Regions from separate parts of the Hordeum vulgare genome. Here region 1 is linked to region 2. A link is a contact called in public Hi-C data. All regions are on one chromosome and are shown on one strand. The core of a region is the stretch at or near the end of the contact, and the rest is flanking DNA. Distances in the headings are between cores, read along the strand shown. Region 1 holds the start of LOC123444530 (casein kinase 1-like protein HD16). Region 2 holds the start of LOC123440315 (beta-glucuronosyltransferase GlcAT14A-like).

The links. Hi-C and Micro-C count contacts between places; a contact is called where the count stands out from the background.
Region 1: a Hi-C map of leaf shows a contact between it and region 2, with 4 times the contacts expected there. The contact joins the promoter of LOC123444530 here to the promoter of LOC123440315 in region 2. A contact is called at or near these places in 1 of 6 Hi-C or Micro-C datasets (leaf) and 1 of 1 datasets of contacts at active chromatin or transcription factors (embryo).

The regions. Positions count from the first base shown.
Region 1 is chr3H:505,685,809-505,688,559 of MorexV3_pseudomolecules_assembly, forward strand. LOC123444530 (casein kinase 1-like protein HD16) reads left to right here and starts at 1,464. Exons shown (of 18, transcript XM_045121270.1): 1 at 1,464-1,725; 2 at 2,399-2,751. The coding sequence starts at 2,434.
Region 2 is chr3H:505,313,142-505,315,841 of MorexV3_pseudomolecules_assembly, forward strand. It overlaps LOC123440315 (beta-glucuronosyltransferase GlcAT14A-like), which reads right to left and starts at 1,433. Exons shown (of 2, transcript XM_045116889.1): 1 at 614-1,433; 2 at 1-517. The coding sequence starts at 1,172.

The sequences.
Region 1 (2,751 bases), core at 214-2,713, 370 kb after region 2:
TCAAAACATGAAAGAATATTGCGTACAGGTATTCCAAACAATTTAAATTTATGTCATGTGAACTTATATTATTAATGAACATATAATAAGTAAACATGAATATGATCTTACTTGATGTTTCAAGTTGCATGGTCTTTCTCCTCCTCGGTGATGCCCACAAATATTTCCATTACGATGAAAATAGTGAAGTATGTTTTATTAATTAATGATAGCATATGCATAAGAGCACTATTTTTGTCTTGCTGATATAATGTTCAAGGTTGTCTTAATTTGGTTGCAAACATATTAGACAGCTCCATCGAAAACAATCAAGTTGTAAGTACATGCATGCCAAATGTTCAAGGTTGCATATCAACATCGATATACTTAAAAAAAATCATTAGCAAAACAGTTTAAAACAATATGAAAAATCAAATCTAAGCCATTGGTTTACATAAAGTTTGTATAAGCATCAATGCATCATTGCTCAGTTTTTTATACTTCCTCGTTTACAAACTTAGTACAACTTTGTATTAAAGCTAGTACAAAGTTGAGACAATTATTTTAGGACGCAGAGAGTACATTAGAAACATTTTTTTTGCGGGTGACATCAGAAACATTTTATATATACACGTTTGATATTTTCAATTTCATGGTTAACATTTTTAAAACATATTTAGTTTTGATGTCAACTTTTTTTATACAGCCTACATGTTTTTTATGCATCATGAACATTTTTTATATACATGTTTGACATTTTCCAAATACACGATTAACATTTTCAAAAATTTATATATTTTTATGTCTACTTTGTTCCATACACATTGTTTATTTTTGTATACTTATACATCAAAAACATTTTCTATGCACATTTAAAGTTTTTTAAATACATGATCAATATTTTCAAAATAAAAGAAAAGTATACTATTTATGATCCCTACGTACTGTACATTGGAACTTTTTTGTTTATAAGTTTGACATTTCTTAAATCCATGATTAATATTTTTGTAAAGTTTATGCCAAAAAAGAAAAAAAAGAAAAAAACATAGAAGAACTGAAAAAAGAAGAAAAAAAAGCTAAAGGCTGGGCCCGCCGAGTGAGAAAAGGTGGGAGAAGGAGGATTCGAACCGTGGTCTCTAGGGTGGAACCTAGAGCACAGACCATCTGCTTGTAATGAGGTAGCGGGACTGCGGTCTTGAATTAAATAGAAGAGCTAACGAATCGGTGTTTTCACTTACTGGTGGCACAAGAGGTAATTCACGCAAATTTTAGGGGTATTTTTTATAACGGACGACAGAAGCTATATTTGCTTTATTAATAGGTAAAGATAAAGATATTATAAGAAAAACTCATAAGCGAAAAATCTCGCTCATGCTGGTAGTAGACACCTGCCGGGCCCACCGGGCAAACCACGTTATCCATGACTCCCCCGAGGCTAATCCTGTCCCTTAAATCCAGCCGGAGCGAGCACGCACGCATGAGCATTCAGCCCCTGCCTCCCATCCAAGCGACTGACAGAGGAAAACAATTTTTTGGGACGAAAAAAAAAAGAAAGAACGCAAAACGCGAAGGCGAAGGCGAAGGCTTCAAAAAGCCAAAGCCTCCTCCTCTCCCTTCCAGTCCAGACAGCCACAGCGGCGTGCGTGTATGTGTGTGCGCCTCTGCGGGGCACCAAACACCAACCTCCCCCTCTCCCCGCCGCCTCCTCTTCGCCGCCGCCGCCGCCGCACGGTCTCCACCCCCAAGGTGAGCGCCGAGTCCCGCACTCCGTGCCCTTCCCGTCCCCGTCTTCTTCCCCTCTCTCCGATCGCCCGGTGCCGCGTGCGTCGTCGATTGCCTCCCGTGTCGGCGGCTGCGGCGGCCGCGGCCGCGGGCGATCGCCTCCTGGGAGTCCGATCTTCCAGTCCATCGCGTCCGATCGCGCGGGGGTCGTTCCCGCGCCCGCCGATCTCCCTGTTTCCGTGGCGCAAATTTGGGTTGCTGCGCGTGTCCCTGTGGCGGCGGCTGGCTTGGGCCACGGTTTTCCGGGATGATCGGACGGGTCCCGATGACGCGGCGACGCGTATGTGGGTGTTGCGCCTAGGTTTTGATCGGTTCTGGTGAGGGAAATCTGTGTCGAAGAGATCAGGATAGGATTTGGGGATGAGTACTGTTTTGGAACATTGGTGGCCGAATCTATGTCGTAGTTCGTGGTGTTAGATTTGCGGCCGGGGAAGAAACAAGGGCCGTGACCTTGTGCAGCTGTTTTGGGTGGCTATGGAGTAGTAGAAAGGAGAACCGTTTTTCTACAGGCTTGATAAATATTTTTTATCCTGGATGTGGGATTTCATGTTTTAAGCAGTAAGTTGTGTTTGATTGCTCGCTGGTAGAATGTAGTATGTTTGTGCTAACCCATGCTGTTGTTGATTTCGAGTGGCAGATTAGTATGTGGTAGGAAGTGCATGGGGAGAAAGGATGCCAGAGTTGCGTAGTGGAGTTCGACAATCTCGGTTGAAGTCGAGGAAGGCTGAGGATCCCGACGTACAGGACCCGGCAGAGAACTTGGCAGTGACAGCGCCTACGGTGGCAGGAAGACGCGGAAGAGGAAGGGGTGGGAGAGGTGGAGGCCGAGGATCAGGGAGGGGAAGGGCAGGAGGAAGAGGGAGAGGTGTTCCTGTGATTGACTTGGATCCAGACCAGCCTTTTGGTGTTCTTCCTGGAGCTGCTGTTGGTGGAGGTGCTGTGGGTGGTCCACAGCGCATCGAGGAATTTGCTGATAAGGTTGTGAAGATG
Region 2 (2,700 bases), core at 183-2,682:
GTGACGCCGTCGAGCGGCCGCCTGAGCAGCTCCTCGTCTATCCTCTGCAGCAGCGCCTCGTCGCCGTCGTCACCGAATCGGCCGGCGAAGGCCGCGCCGCTGCTCACCACGGCATCGTACCTCGACGAGTGAGGCAGCGCTGCGTCCGGGACGGCGATCCGGAAGGTGTGGTTGACGGTGCTGTTCTTGTAGTGCGCCGAGTTGGCCATGACCGTCTGGAAGTAGAACTCCATGGGGTTGAGGGCATTGCTGAAGTACATGAGCAGCGTCCTCGGGAGGTTGTCTGGAGCCACCACGCAGTGCTCCACGAAGGCCCGGGTCAGTATCGTCCATGGAGAGCCTTTGAAGAGCTCGAACGCGTCAGGCTTCGGACGGTGCCCCGACGAGACGGAGATCTCGGCGTTGGTGTTCTGGAGGAGATTCTGGTCCAGGACGACCACCGGCGCCGTCTCGGAGTCCATCCTGTGGTCGATGAAGTTGAGGTTCCTCGGCACGGTGGAGAAGGCGTGGAGAAGGTCTGCGCGTTGTACGGTACAATTGGTTTTGTCAGTGACATGAAGAGATCATCAACCGGAGTAGGGAAAATGACGAGACGTGACGGGTTGCAGCTCACCATCCTGCGATAAGAGCGGGTAGTCCGTGGCGGCGAGCGTGACGAGCCAGTCCCAGTCGGCGCCAAGCCTGATGAGAACGGAGGCGCCGCGCAGCACGGCGGCGACGGCGGACGGGCCGCGGCCGTCGACGGGGCTCCCCTTGCCGACGACGTGCACGTTCCCGTACTCGAGGAACGGCTGCTCCGACCTGACGTAGCCGGCCAGCCTCGCCCGCTCGTACGCGCCCGCGCCGGCGTCTAGGTGTAGCAGGTACCGGTTCCTCGGGTGGTACACGGCCTTGAGCAGCCGCGTCATCCTGACGGAGTCGCCGTGCCCGCCGGAGATGTAGTACGCGAGCACCGGCGGGTACCCGGCCCCGCGCCTTGGGATGGTCGGCGGCAGCGCCGTGGACGCCGCGTCGGCGGCGTCCGGGCTGTAGGGGTCGTCGTACCCATACGCCGCATGCCTGAGGAAGGAGCTCGACGCGTAGGCGAGGAGCAGCAGGCCGGTGGTGAGCGCGGCCAGCGAAGCGAGCCCGGCGCACGGAGAGCACGTCAGCAGCCAGGAAGCGCGAGGCATTGCGTGTATTCGATCAGACCCTCTCGCGGCCGTGCGTGTGCCGGTGGAATGGTCACCGGCGGTCCCGTACTAGTAGCAGCCCTCTTTGGCTTCTTGGTGTCAACGCTTGTGTTAGGTTGGGATCGATCATGGAGAGGCAGCACATAAGCACTGACGCCACCGGGAAGTGCCGATGATTAATTAAAATGGACATGGACGGAGAAGATATCTCCTCTTGATTTCTTGGTTTCTATCTGTTCCCTTGGTCTCTTGTTCTATATTGTTGTGAGATATGGTATGGAAATTAACATGAACTGTATGTATGTATGGTCGATCTATGAATAACAAAGGAGAGGACGTGCTTCCAAGGAGGCGCGAGCCGGCAGGCCGGGCGGGCATGTCGCCGAGCGGCCCAGCATCTCAATCATTGATAGCCGATGCATGGAGGATAGGCATGTCGACGTCTAGATAGCGGCCGGCCGTCGCGCGTGCACGATCAAGGTGGGTTTGCGTACACACGGCAGTCGTAGGAGAAGAGGCAGCTAGCGCGTTGCACATCACAGCATTTCTAATAAACGGTCCAAATGTAAAAATACCTAACTTTTGGACTGTCCGAGGCAAAAAAAGCTTCTCCAGCAGACGATTCATATGTAAAAAAAAATTAGACCGTGGCCTTCTCGTGATGTAAAACGCAACACCTCGCGGTGCAAATTTACATCACGAGGTGCATCTGGTCCAAAACCAGTTGCCGCCCGCGAACGCCCAACCGCCACTTCATTTTCCTCCCCGCCCTCCCGCCCGCGTCTGCCCGCCCGCTTCCCGCCCGGCCGCCACCGCCCCTAGCTGTCCGGCGCCGCCATGGCCGAAGGCGACGACCCCGTCGCCTTCTCCGCCGCCGCCGCAGCCGGTGGGCTGACCCACGTGGCCGCCACCGTTGCCGTCGCTGCCATCTCGCCCGCAACCGCTGCCATGCCGCCGCCCCCCGCCCGTCGGCCCGGATTAGCGTCGCCTCGGCCGGTGGCCACCGCGTCGGCAGGGAAGCCGACGAAGGGACGAAGAGGCGGAAAACGGGCGGCCAACCGCAGTCGCAACCCGACCGACAGTTCTACACGCCCGATGAAGCTCTCCAAGGCGGCCGCGGCGGCTCGGGGTGAAGAATCGCAGCCGATGCGGTCGGCGGCCTCCTCCAGCAGCCCTACATCCATTCCTCAACCTCCCCCGCCGCCACCGCCGGCTGTGGAGGACGATGTGGCCACGCCGACGGCCACCGCCTCCAACATGTTCGACGAAATGTCGCAAGTGTATAAATTTTCTGGTTGTCCTCTCGTTTGTTGTTTCAAATTGTATGTGTTTTTGATTGTTTGTGCGTCCTTTTGTAGTCTTGATGATGAAGCTTTCATGCACGCGACAAATGTGGCAAATGATGATTACATGTATGCGTCATAAGAATATGAAACCCAATATGATGATGACAATCTTGATGTGGACGATGAGGGCTTTGTTGTCAAGGGTGGAGGCATGGGAGGTGCCATGGGTGGTTACATGAACA